2 separate regions of the Pan troglodytes genome follow, and region 1 is linked to region 2. A link is a contact called in public Hi-C data. All regions are on one chromosome and are shown on one strand. Each heading gives the region's core, a stretch centred on a gene start, on an enhancer-like site or on the middle of the called end of the contact. The rest is flanking DNA. Distances are from core to core; before and after follow the strand shown.

Region 1 (6,513 bases), core at 103-2,602, 260 kb before region 2:
AAATAAGAAGGGTTTCTTTTGGCCATTATAGTCTGTTGGCTCAATAATCTGTGCTTTAAGAATTCCCTAAATAAGTATCAGCACAACAATTCTTAATGTTACAATTTATCACCTTAGTTCTTAAAAATCAAAACCTGTATTTATACAATAGACAATTTAAAGTCTATTCTGAAAGAATTATTTCATAACCTACATGTTTGCCTACCAAGAAATTTAACATTTTGCCTATTCTATACTCAGAATTTAAGCTTTTTCCCTTGCTTGCTATATAGTTATTATATAAAATGTTTTCCCTTGAACATTAACATAAAAAAGTACTATATTTTTTGTATAAATAAGAAAAGTATTAATGCAAGAATCAGCTACTAAACAGGGAAGCAAAACCACTTTTGAAACCAACATATGACACGTAATTAAGAGACAAGGGAGTTCAAAGTAAACCCTCACACCTAGTTTACACAAACTGGAGCTACCCAACTTTTGATGTTACAGACTATGCATATTGATTGTCACTCTGTCCGCCGACCTATATAAACATGTTTTTAAGGATAAAATTATTACTAAAATTTGCAAGCATATTACCTGCTAAGTTTGAAGGGGGCTTCATGAGTGCAGAATGAGGTTATTTTCTCAAACTGCTGGACTCCTAGATCGCTTGAGAAATGTCGATACTGGCTCTAGCATTTCCTAGGACACGTATCCACTCACCAGAATTTTTTATAATTGTCCATAATGTCAGAAAGTAGCATCATCTCTGAACACATGTATACACATACACACATCTCATGCTCGCCCTTACAAAACTCATGCTGACTGTCTACGTTCATACAGGACAACTGGATTCCATCTGTTAGTGTGTGGCAGCCTTTACTGATATATTAGAACCTTCGCAAAGTAAATCAATATATGAAAGGTCAGCACATGCAAAGCAACACAGTGGCTGGAAGGTAAGTAGTAAGTTAAAACTTTTATTTTTAGTATTATAAATTCTTTCAAATGTTCTCAACTTGTGATACATCAAAGCCATATTTAAAACAAAAATAAGCATGTGATAACATGCAAAATGATCCAGAAACTATCTGGAAATTTAATTTTTGCTCTACGTATAGAAATTACGTTAAAAATCCAGCACTGAATATTAAGATAAGCCTATCCATTTTCTAATGTACATCATTCCTAATCTTATTTTACAATCACCACATTGTTTAACTGAAAATCAGGAGGAGGAGGAGGCTGAAGTGTAGGAGTCACTCCACTGCCGATCACCGCTGCGGTGCTCACGTCTGTCTCAGAGTCATCTGTCTCCGAGTCGTACTCACACCTCCCATAGGCGGCTGGGAGGGGAAGCCAGGGAGCGCGGGGAGTGCGGGGCGCGGCCAGCAGGGGGAGCGCGAGGCCGGCGCGCGTCCTGATCCCTGCAGTCCCGCTCTCTGGAAAGCGCCAGCCATTTCTAACCCAACCAGTCCAGCACATCACATACACTCACTCATTTATTTATTTCTGACAAAAAGCGTTACCCTAAATTTATGTTTTGTCACGCAGAATGCTGGCCAGAATCTACATACTTGAACATCCTGGATTATGGGGGGTAGGAAGGGGGCCCTGAATAAAAATCTGGCATCTCATAAGATGCCCTAATTTCAAGACAGGACCTCGGAAATGCTGTGCACAGTCAGTAGGGCGGTGCCCTCCTCAGTCAGTAGGGCGGTGCCCTCCTCAGTCAGTAGGGCGGTGCCCTCCTCAGAGTCAGTAGGGCGGTGCCCTCCTCACAGTCAGTAGGGCGGTGCCCTCCTCACAGTCAGTAGGGCGGTGCCCTCCGCACAGTCAGTAGGGCGGTGCCCTCCTCAGTCAGTAGGGCGGTGCCCTCCGCACAGTCAGTAGGGCGGTGCCCTCCTCACAGTCAGTAGGGCGGTGCCCTCCTCAGTCAGTAGGGCGGTGCCCTCCGCACAGTCAGTAGGGCGGTGCCCTCCTCAGTCAGTAGGGCGGTGCCCTCCTCACAGTCAGTAGGGCGGTGCCCTCCTCAGTCAGTAGGGCGGTGCCCTCCGCACAGTCAGTAGGGCGGTGCCCTCCTCAGTCAGTAGGGCGGTGCCCTCCTCAGTCAGTAAGGCGGTGCCCTCCTCACAGTCAGTAGGGCGGTGCCCTCCTCAGTCAGTAGGGCGGTGCCCTCCGCACAGTCAGTAGGGCGGTGCCCTCCTCAGTCAGTAGGGCGGTGCCCTCCTCACAGTCAGTAGGGCGGTGCCCTCCTCAGTCAGTAGGGCGGTGCCCTCCGCACAGTCAGTAGGGTGGTGCCCTCCTCAGTCAGTAGGTTGGTGCCCTCCTAAGGTTTCAGAGCTAAAAACTAAGTTGATAACATTGTAACAACAGCTTCCTTAATGATTTCAAGATCCTGAACATATTTACTGTTTTTTTTGTCTTAATGTAGGAAGGCATCAATTTTAAATGGTTTTGCCAAGACCAGCCACCAATTTAAAATAATTCCTTCAATAACGTAAGCTACCCACTAACACCAGAAACCTCAACATGCAACATCATTCATAGAAGTGGCATTTGGTTTTCAGTCTAATACACAGTTTATTTGGGTAATTTTATATTTATTTTAACAAATATTTTACAAAGAGCATGAACCTATTCTCTAACCCTTACTATCTAAACACACAATACCCAGGACTTTAGGGGGGTTATAAAGCTCTCATTGTATTTTACAGACAAGCCAGCAAGCTCTGCAGGAACTCCAAGAAGAGCAGATCCTGACAGTGGGGGGTGGGAGGTCACTGGACCTCAGGGTCCCTAGGAGCCCAGGAGTTCTGACTGCTTGATGCTTCTTTACAAGGCACACACTCAAATACTTCTTGCCCCAAAGCATATAAAAAATAGATTCCATTCTAATAATAACTCTAAGTGGTACTGATATTGTAAAAGAAGGTCTCTTACTAGGAGTCATAAAACTTTAAGAGACATGGTAAGAAAGGGAAGACCATGGCTTTCTTTAAAATGATTTAAAATACAGAGCACGCATCTCCTTTCATTTTCTCAGTCTGTTTCTAATAGTACACACTGAAGAGACTATGCTCCTTACAAATCTTTCTTCTGGGAGGTATCTGCCTTTTTATTTTACCCTGAATGTAGCAAGTCTTTATTTTAAATATCTCAGGGTAGGGTAGAAACACTCTTAAAATATACTTTTAAATATTCATTACAGTATAATTTACAAAATATGTTGCTGAACAAAAAATCTTGTGTAGTACTAAAATGTCATCAGATTCTATTAAAAACTCATGAAGAAAATTACTAAATATGTGGTCAGGGCTTCTAATGTCACAGTATTCCAAAATTCCCAAGCACAAGGTCTGTCTTTCCTTCAAAGAGCTTTGAACTCTTTTCAAGGAGCTTAAAAAAAAATTAGTTGATGCGTTTCTAGTGTTCAGAATGTGAGATATTGAAGAAATTATTCCAGTAAGTACCTTGGAAATGTTGGGCCATAGATGGTGGGAAAAGGCTGGGATTCAGAAGAGAAAAATAGATGGGACCATTCCTTTCCACAAGCAAAGTGAGTCCTTGCAAATATAGGTGCACAGGAGGGCAGGGGGGTGGCCCAGCAGACAGGCACCAGCCTAGCCCTCCTTCCATGGAGCCTGCCTGGAACATGGCCATGAAAACTGTGTTTTTAAAGAAACTGCGGAGAACAGAGGGGGCGGGGGGGGGGGGGGGGAGGGTTGTGGGGAGACTACTTTCCACCTGCTTATTTCTCTTATAAAATTTTAGAAAAGAGAATGGTTAAATGATTATTAGTAAACAAGATCACTAATTTTATAATTAAAACTTTAATTTCCAACCTAGATTATCTTTATTAAGAGGTAATGATACAGATTAGTTTCTACAGTAAAGTGAGAAATTTCTTCAGTAATTAATTTCAAAATGTTGGCATCCGAATTCTTGCTTTGGCATGCCAACAAGTATAACATATTTAATGGTTTGTGCAAGGGAATTTACTAAACAGTATCAGTGAAAAATATTTTTATGTAAGATTCCAGAAAGTCTGGTTTCATTAAGGCCACTTGAAATACTAAACATAGCATTTGAAGTTGCTAATTGTTCTTCTAACAGTATCTTAGAAACCACCACAAAATGACAATGATCAGGAAAATTCCTTAATGCTTAAGTGCTCAACTGTGGTCCAGCTGACTTCAGCATGTTTCCACCACCTTGATAACCTACATACAGGTGTATCAGAATCAGCACAGAAGACATGTTACAGGACCTAGTCAAGGACACAAGGCTGTCACTGTCAAGTAACATGTCACACTCTCCTTCTGTGTTTCTTGGCTTATTGTGTAAATATGTGGGGATTTATAAGCCACTGGAAGATCTCCATCCCATTCTCCAGATATCTGGCACCTACCACTATGTAAAACTACTCAACACTATTTTTAAATCAAGAGCCATTAGCTGTCTTGACAAGACGTATGACTAAAATATTTGCTGATCAGAACTACAATCAGTATTCTATTTCATTCCCCTTGCAATTAAATGCATATTCACCTATTTATAATTATATTAAAAACATGAGGATATATAAAATGCTGACCAATGTCTGAAACACCTCAGAATTACTATCATCGTGAACAAAGTCACTAGGTTCTGTACATTTTCTGTTCCGCCCACACATCTGCTTAACTAGCTATTAACCAGAAGCTAATAATAGGTAAATGTTTTAATTTTTAAGGCAGAATAGCAGAATTGCAGACATAGAATAGCAAAGAAAGAGAAAGAAGAATGAAGGATAGTTATAGCAGTCTAATAGCTAACTTTGAATTACATCGTTTTCAGAAATCCATGGTTGTTAGGATTTGTATTCTTTTGTAAGGAAAATGAACTTTGGCAGATTTGCTGAGAATTTTAAATGATAAAGGTAATATGGTTAAATAAACTTTTCATCTTGCATAATCACCCTTTATTATTAAAACTGTCTAAGAGGTTTATTACTGGTATCTTGGCAAAATGCAACATTATTTTAAACCATCTAAAATTTTTGTGTTACTTTATGTCTTCAGAGACACTTTATGAGCCATTTCATACTTAATGGCTTGTAAGCAATCCCAAGAGTTGAGAATTGTGTGAAAAGTTGCTCAGATTGACAGATAAAGTAAAAAGGTCTGTATTAATTTCCAAATAAAGAAATGCATGGCGTGGTATCACACGATGATTATACTCCAAAGTACCAATTAGAACGCATCAGAAACTAGAGCAAGTTGACACTCTACAATAAAGCAAATAATTTCCAGTTGGAGGGGCAGAAAATGTTAATATGCAATGTTCAAGACTACAAGAATCTTTGTAAAAGGAAGTAGCTAATAAGGTTTAATGATGCATGTCAGGAAGCCACAGTATGTAGGGAAACACAGCTGGCTTCATTTTGTAAACTATTTGATATACACATCTTTCTCGTTTGCGGTTATCAGCTGTGCAGTGCCACGGGGGACAGTTTAGACTTCAAATCAGGATATTCTTCTTGTTCTCTAAATTACAAGTAAAATACATTAATATAATATGGTGCTATAGGCTAGTGCCCTGACTATGGCTTATCAGTTTACGAAAGAGGATTAAAGAAGTCTTCTGTAAAATGTTGTGGAAACAATCTTGCCAGCCTAAACAGGCTACTAAGAATGAGAACCATTAAAACAAATCATAAAACAGACAAAACGCTTGGATTTAGCTAATTAATAACCCTCGCAAAATGGTCACCATTTTTCATACCTCAGGCATTAAAATAAAAACTGGCTGAAAATGCTCCTGCATGAGACCACAGGCCTACGGCGGTGCTCCCTCTCCTGCACACACAGGTGGGCCCAAGGAGGGGCCCGCTCTAAAGGCAGCAGCATCCCAGTGCTGAGGGACTCCAAAGTGCAGGTGACAGCAATTAGCAGCAGATGACAGCAGCCCTTGAATCTGTGCCAGATGGCAGCGAAGGGTCACTGGGAGCCATCAACCTTCCACAAGGAAGCCCTTGTGTTTGGCGACTATCAAACGCTAAAGCTCTTAGAAACAAACTAATTATTCAGCCAGCAGAAGACAACTGCTAGGTCACAACACTAATATCAGAATACCGTTAAAGCACTTAGAGTGCACTTATTCTAAATGTAATTACACATATTAGCTGTTAAAAACAGGCATGCTGCATAATGACGAAAAGGTTGCCCTAAACTCAAGGAGCTAAAATTCTAGTAATTAGTGAATTGTCTTGTGGCAAAATACAGTCAACAGGTTCTAACTTTGGATGAATGCTGCTTGTAGTCAGAGCTAGAAACAGCCACTTTCTAAGTGAGACTCTGTATGGAACCTGATCAGCACCCTGGCTGACGACGGAGGCCAGAGGAACCACAGAGAAAGAACGACATCTCTCAAGACAGACGACAGAGAAGCTGTGGGTCCTCGCACTACGGGGGATCTAAGAAAAGCCTGGAAATCTCAGCGTCGTTTGTCAAGACTTCCTGCTCAAATGTTAAGTATCACCCT
Region 2 (7,139 bases), core at 2,065-4,564:
CTTTAGAACTTTACATAAATTATCCTTACTTTTTCTCATTCTAGACACGTCATGTTTCATTCCTGTAGTGGTAAGGTCTGGGTAGCACCAGTTATTTTTGTATAGAATCTTTTCATTGCTTCAAAAATAAATCATAATTCTTTTTTAAGAGATACAGGCTTTGTGCTGTAAATTACTGTGAGTGCATCTCTGTCCCCCATTATACTAAACATTTTTGCATAGAATATTTGTTCTGCAGGACATTATCAGTAGCTTTCTATTTTACTGCATGTAGATGGACCTGCTGCTTTAATTAATATGTCACTCCCCGAGTGATACAAAGGAATTATTTACCTCGTTTCTAAAACACAAAACTAACTCAGCTCACTTGCAACTTCCGGCACGGTCTGTTTATTTCCATTGCATTTAACAAAATTAAAATTTTGAGGAGATCTGACTCAGGTTGGAGTAATTTGGTTTCCACACCCATTTATCTTTTTAAAATTTTTACTTAGTTATCTTAGGAACGATGCTGAGTGCGACCGAGTAATAGACAAATGGGGCATTCCTTGACTTAACACGGAACAGAGTGTCTGTTACGCTCCTTGAACAAGCTGCTTCGAATATAATTAAATGAGAAAGAACTTAAAAAAAATAGTTTGCCTAAACTCTCTCAAACAAGCATGGAAGCTGCTCGACCAAGACACAGCCCCACACAGGGTATTTTGGGCCTGTTGCAAAATATGACCAGGAACTGTGGCAACGTCTGGATTACAACTCTGGATGCTGTGAAAAACACAGGCTTGACAAGAACTTTAATTCCACCACGGGTAAAAAACCTGAATATTTTGCATCTCTAAATAAATTCGAGCAGCAACAAGAGGGATTCAAAGTAGAACTTGTGAATAATTTATCCCATCTTAGGCTTTCAAATATAGGCGATATAGCCCTCCACATGTTTACACTATTAAGTTCAGCATGCTCACATTTCTGAAGTGAAATTAAAAATGAATAGCAGTGCCTCAGCTTGTTAATTGTTAAATACCAGGGGGTTTACTCTATTAATTAAAATATGCTTTAATAAAAGGAGACATCGCACATTTTGATACCGACCCTACAAAGCTGAGAAGTATTTACATTGTTGCATTTTGGGGCGGCTGTGAAAGCCGACTTTAAGCCATTCAGGAGCCACAATAATAAAGCTTTAAAATTCCTCACTGGGACGCAATGTAGTTCTTTTGAAGGAAAGACTGTCTTTCTCATTCGGCAGAAATAAATCCATTCATTTGATCATGTAGTCATTGAGGGCGATACAAAACAAACCAAGTGTGAGAAATTCTATGTGATGAAGTAAACAAAACAAAAAAAAATCCATTTCCATGACAAAAAGATTCTTTGTCCTTAATCTACCCACCATATGCAAGCGTTTCTTTTTAGCATATCGCCTGTTCTCATCTTGGCTGACTTGGCTACACAGATAAGACTCCCTTACCTCCACCGCAACAAAAAGACCCCAGCGAGCTCACTAATTTTATTTAATTCATTAATTCTCCAGCCGCGTCGTAAGCATGCTCTCTCGTTCTCATCCGACATGGGTGTCTACCTGCTTTGTCAAACTTTACTCCACTGTGCGGGAAACTCTTCCGCCCCGTTTCCTTTTCGCAGACAGTCTCATTCTCAGAGTAAAAAGATCACCATCTGCCTCCAACAACTTGTAATAGGTCAATCATAAAAGTTGACCTGCCTGTTTTTTTAAGGAGCAAATTATTTTACTGCGAGCTGTGCTGCGGGCTCGGGGTCGTGGGGTCGCCCCTCCTCGGCCCTCTTTCCTGGCGCCCTGGGGGCCCCGCGGGGCGCGCCGAAGCCTGGGCGCCGCAGGCCGAGGTCTTAACTCGACGAAGGGGGTGGGGGCGCCCCAAACTTTGCGGGGCTAAGGCGCCACTCTGGGAAGTCCAGCCCTTCGCCAGTCTCTTAACTTTCGCGGCGCCTGCCCTTTGCTCTTGGATGTTTCGAAGAGGACGCTCCTACCAGCGAAATGACTGCAAAGGCGAGTCTCCAGCGCCCGGCCTCGGCGGATCCAAAAAGACGGGAGAAAAAAGGCCCGCGCAGACGCTGCAATGAACGCCCCGGAAACACGCCGGGGTTCTGCCGCGAGCAGGGGCCAGGCCCAGGCCGCCGCCGCTGCGCTCACCCCCAGCTTAATTCCCCAGGCGGCCATTAGGCAGAGCCAAGCCCCCGACCTTCTCCTCGCCTCGCAAGGGATCACAGGCTGCGTTAACGCGCTGGGACACCGCGGGTCACCCGAGGCGGTGCGGGAGCCCGGGAGGGGGCGCGGGTCCCCGAACAAAGCTGGCCGGGCGGCGGGGTCCCCAACCCGCGTCCAGCGGTAGGTGGGCTGCGGTCGCCTTCTCTGCCGCCGCGCTCGCCCCGGGGTCGCCGAGGCCGGCCTCAGCGTCCTGGCGCAGAGACCCTGGGGGGCGGCGCGGCGGCGGAGGCACCGTGGACTCCCTCCCGCCCCGGCCTCCGAGCCGTCCTCGAGCCGGCCGCGGCCTCGGCGCCCTTCGCGGGTAGCTCCCCGACTCCGAGGAGAGGAGCCAAGTTTACTTCGCCCACAACTCTCTCCGCGGCCGCGCGCGCTCCGGCGAAGTACCCGGGTCCCCGCGGCCGGCCTGGCGCGGGGCGGACACTTGCTCGCAGGAAGCAGGGAACTTTCTCCCGCTCCCGGACGCGCGCATCCGCTCCCACCGCACGCGCTTCCCCAGCCCGGATGGGCAGCCCCAGACCCCCCCGGCCACCCCGCAGCCCCGGCCCTCACCGTGCTCGGGAGCCCCGTCAGGCGGCAGCAGCTCCTCGTCCGACTTGAGGTGCTGGGGCTTGGCCTGCTTGCGCCGAGACATGCTGCTAGCGGCGCTCAGGCCCCGCGCGGGGCAGCGGCATCAGCGGGGCGGCCGGCGGGGACGGCGCGGGGCGGGCGTGGGGCGCGGGGCGGCGGCGGCTGCGCGGGCCGCGCATGGGGCTGAGCAATTAGGCTGGTGAATAATGCATGGCCATTAGCGGAGGGCCGCGCCGATTGGCCGGGCTCCAGCGGACTCCGGCGGCCTATGCAAATGAGGCCGCGCTCGCAATTAGCGGCCGCGCCGACGAGGAGGGGGCCGCGGCGCCTCGGGACCGGGGCGCGCGCTGCCCGGCGCCGCCTCACATCGCGGGCTCCGGCGCCGCGCTCCTCGGCCGCCCCGGGTGCGGCGTGGGCCGCGGTGGCCGTCCCTCCGCAGGGCGCAGGCAGCAAACTTTGGCGGCGTCCGCGCGGCACCGTCTCCGCCGGCGCGCCGGGCTCGCCCCTTTATAGAGTGTCTGCGCCGCCGCCCGCGCCCCCCCCGCCGCCGCCGCCGGGCGGCCCCTCCCGGAGCGAGCGGCCGCGGGCAGGGCTCCGACCCAGCGCCTTTGTCTCGCCCGGGCCGCTCGGGCGCCGCGCCTCCTGTTCCGGGCGCGCGGGGTCGGCCGGCCGCCTTCGCTGCTCCGCCGCGGCTCTCAGCGCCGCTCAGCGCGGCGGGCCCGCTCGGGCTCAGGTGCCCCCCGCTCTCCGGACCTTCTCGCCCGGCCCCGCGTCCCCTCCGCGGGCTTCCCCCGGCGGCCGGCCGGGCTCGGAGGCTCGCGGCCGGAGCGGAGCGGAGTGCGCACGCCGGGGTGGCAGGACTTCGGCAAGACCAACTTTCCGGTTCGGAAGCGGCGCGGGCCGCGCGGCTCCTCCCCTCCCCTCCCTCCCCTGCGTTCCCCCTCCCTTCCACTCCCCCCTCTCCCCGCCCCCCAACCCGCGGGCCCCACCGACTCCGGAGCGCCCGCCCCGCCCGCTGCCGCCACCGGGGCCGCCTCGCCCCCGCGCCAGCCCGCCTGGGCCTCTGCGCCGCCGGCGGCTTCTTAAATACAGGAAAGGGAGGGGACCGCAGGGCCCCGGTGTTCCCCACCCTAGTCCCCCTTCACCACGGGCCACCGGGCGCCAGCGGAGTGGGCAGCGAGCGCGACCGAAAGTTCCAACTCCACCAAACTCCCGCGCGCGGCCCACCCTGTTCCCGGGATTTCGGGGATGACACGGGGGCCAGGTGAGGGGGCTGCGCACTTTTGGATCGGCCCCACACACTCGGGCAGCTGGCGCGGCGCGCTCCCCGCACACGCGCCCGCCCCCTCTCCCGCGGTCGCACGCACGCGCCCGCGCCCTCGCCCTCGCCCCGCGCGCACAGGCGCGTACTCCCACCCGCGGCCGTGCACCCGCCGCGCTCCCTCCCGCGCGTGTCCTCTCTCCCCGAGCGGCCGCCAGGATGTGCCCCCGGCCCCGTCGTCGCCGCGCCCGCGCCCCTCGCCCCAGTACGTCTTTTTTCGTTTCCTAAATTTCTTATTTTTGTCCTTGCAAGTGGCCCTGTCTGGTGTGAACCGTCAGCACAGATGGCCTCCTGGAGCTTCCCCGAGTCGTTCGCTGGGGGAAGCGGGCGGTGAGCGGCCGGCCCGGGCGCTCCGCAGGCCGCGAGCTCCTGGCAGGGCTGGTGGCGGGGGTCCGCCTGGGGGAGGAATCCCCGCCTGCTCCATCGGACCCGGCCTGGCGCGGCTCGCGGCGCTCGGCGGGCTCCCTTCCATTCTAGAATCTTCCCGCTTGCTTCCCAGCCCGCGTTCTTCCGCCTGCCTTTAATTGTGTAAGTTTGACGAAGTCAGAGCTTTGGGTTCCAGGAAAAGCGCAGGAGAGTCATAGAGGAAGGGAGGGCGCAGGTTGGAGTCAGGTCCAAACAGCCCCTATCGCCACTTTTGGAAAAAAAAAAAAAAACCCTTAAGGTTGGTTTTATTTTGCCTTTTGGTAGCGGGCGTATTCATTTGGATTTTTTTTTCAAGACAGGCAAATAAAAGATGTTTGAAATCTCTAGTTATCCCGTTTAACACACCCATCGATGGCGCTTTTCTAGTTAAGCTACGGGGGAAACGTCTTTATCCCACAGTTAGGCTGCGAACTTGTGCCGATGCTCAGGCTTTGTGGAGACGCTCCGGCATCTGGCGCAGAGGCGCCCGGCGGGGAAAAGTTTGCAGCCCGGGCTTTGGGGCACGCGGGGGGCAGGAATTTTTCTGAGAAAAGAGGGGCATAGAGAGGCGGCGAGGGTGGGGAGAGAAAAAAGGAACGCAGCGGGGAGGGGGAAAAGCAGCTTGCAGGATGGGAGTTTCTTGCAGAATTTACAGGACTAAGGAGTTTGGGGAAGTCGCAGAGCCGCAGCGGAAAGGCAGGGGTCTGAGACTACTTTTGAGAAGAGAAACAACGCAAAACGATCGCTGGAGGGCCAGAGCCCTGATCGAAGGTGCCCTAGCTTTTATGACCTGGTTAATTGTGTCTCCTTTTTATTTTAATTTTTTTCCTTACCACCACTACTACTACTACTACTTTTATTTTTTTTTTTAACCGACACACTTTGGAGAGAAGAAGCAGACACAGGTTCCCACGGCGTCTGACGCCTGCGGAGCAAGTCCAGAGCCAGCTGGACTCGCAGCCTCTGGCCCGGCGGCACCAACTCCATACTGGGTCATTTTGAGCGCGCTGTGCCCACCTTTTCTGTTGCGTAAGGCCCGCTCCCCCTGTCCCGCAACCCTCTCTCCAACAAACCGGCACGATGTCTTTAGGTCTTTCTGGGGCTTCCAAATGCAACTGTTTAATTTCATCGATCTGTTTTGCATTTCCTACAAGGTGTGGACGTGGGGAGGATCTTCTAAGTCCCTCCAACGAAGGCAAGTGTGAGACTCTGGCCCTTTATTTGTAAGAAGCAAGCCTTCAGATTGCAGAAGTGTCGCGCGGGTCGCCATGCGTTGCGCGAGTGGGAAGATGGAGGAGGCCGGCACGCTGCTTTCGTGGACGCAAGTGAACCGGCCGTGAAGGCAGAGTGCGAGCTCTGCCCTTGGCCCAGCCCTGCGTGGGCGCCGTCCCAGATTCCGGGCGGTGCGGGGTGCAGAGATCTGGAGAGAGTTGCGGGGTGCAGAGATCTGGAGAGACTTGCGGGCTCCCCAGCGCAGGCTGCTCTGGGATTTCGTTGGAAGATCCGGCAGAGCCTTGGAGGAGAGGGCCCGGGAGGCTGTGTGTGCAGCGGAAACTTGTACGAATGCCCCCACAGCGGAAATGGTGCGCACGAGTAATTTCTGCGGTGCACCCTTTTAAAAATTGACAAGTGAACAAGATCAATTTTTTAAGAAAGCAAAGGTAGAAAACAAAAGGCGTGCGACTTCTTGACTGGCTTGTTCCCGCCTTTCTTCCTTCTCTATACTCAGATCAGAAACTTTAATTGCTCTTATTCAGTGCGACAACTTTTAATAAAAGCATTTGCATTTTAAGCCTGAGTTGCAACCATAGATTTGTTGCGAAGTGACAACGTGTCTATGGAATATTTTCGCAGATGAGACAGGACATGCGCTCTAGTCGTGCCCAGATTAAAGGGACGCTGGTCCATGTGCCTGTGTAGTGCAGACTCGGAGGGGCACACACATACTCGTCATCACATGACCACTGTCTATTAATATTGTCATACCTAAACACTCGCAAAAACAAAAGTTGCTTTTCTTCCCTGTAATTAAATCTAATTTGTTAATTGTCTTTCCTCTTGCAATGTTGTTTTCATCTTGAGAGGTGACACATTATTATTTTGTCTGTCTAATATTATTTACAAATTAATGCTGTATATTTTACATTAGTGAAACATATAATTAGGTGTTTGGTTCAATCGGTATCACTCAGATAAAACAAAGCCTATCTGCAAGATTGATTGGAAGTGGAATAGTTGGTTCTAATTTACCATCACAGTCACAGTTTATTGAAGCTACCTGGCCCCAGATTCACAGAAGCTAGTTTTACCTAAGGTGCATTTGATGCTTTGTTTACAAGTGTTTATTTTCCCCAACCACTTAATGCAAAAACAACAACAACAACAACAAAACACCTTCAAATATGAGGGCTTTCATTTCATTTTCTGTCTTCTTTCATTCCTCCCCCCACCCAAAGTTCCTTTCTTCTATTCTCTGGTCACCTCTCTCCGTTTCCTCCCCTACCCCCAACTTTTGTTTTAGGTTCTTAGAGTTAAATTCAGCATGATCTGGTGCCTTTAATGCTGTGACAAGTGACTGCTAATTGGTTCTCACTTGAGCAA

Evidence for each region. Hi-C and Micro-C count contacts between places; a contact is called where the count stands out from the background.
Region 1: a contact with region 2 is called in a Hi-C map of stem cell-derived neural progenitor cells, with 2.3 times the contacts expected there. The contact joins the enhancer-like site here to the promoter of SALL3 in region 2. A contact is called at or near these places in 1 of 7 Hi-C or Micro-C datasets (stem cell-derived neural progenitor cells) and 1 of 1 datasets of contacts at active chromatin or transcription factors (stem cell-derived excitatory neurons).

Annotation. Positions count from the first base shown.
Region 1 is chr17:89,309,075-89,315,587 of NHGRI_mPanTro3-v2.0_pri, reverse strand. The region is part of intron 11 of ATP9B (ATPase phospholipid transporting 9B (putative)); the gene reads right to left. Among named protein-coding and RNA genes, the nearest start is that of NFATC1, 160 kb to the left of the region's middle. Within about 2 kb of position 1,352, at least 6 of the 24 cell types and tissues checked have an H3K27ac peak or open chromatin away from gene starts, as enhancers often do. A contact at or near this core is called in stem cell-derived neural progenitor cells, where this site is marked.
Region 2 is chr17:89,049,254-89,056,392 of NHGRI_mPanTro3-v2.0_pri, reverse strand. It overlaps SALL3 (spalt like transcription factor 3), which reads right to left and starts at 3,314. Exons shown (of 3, transcript XM_512182.9): 1 at 2,795-3,314. The coding sequence starts at 2,876.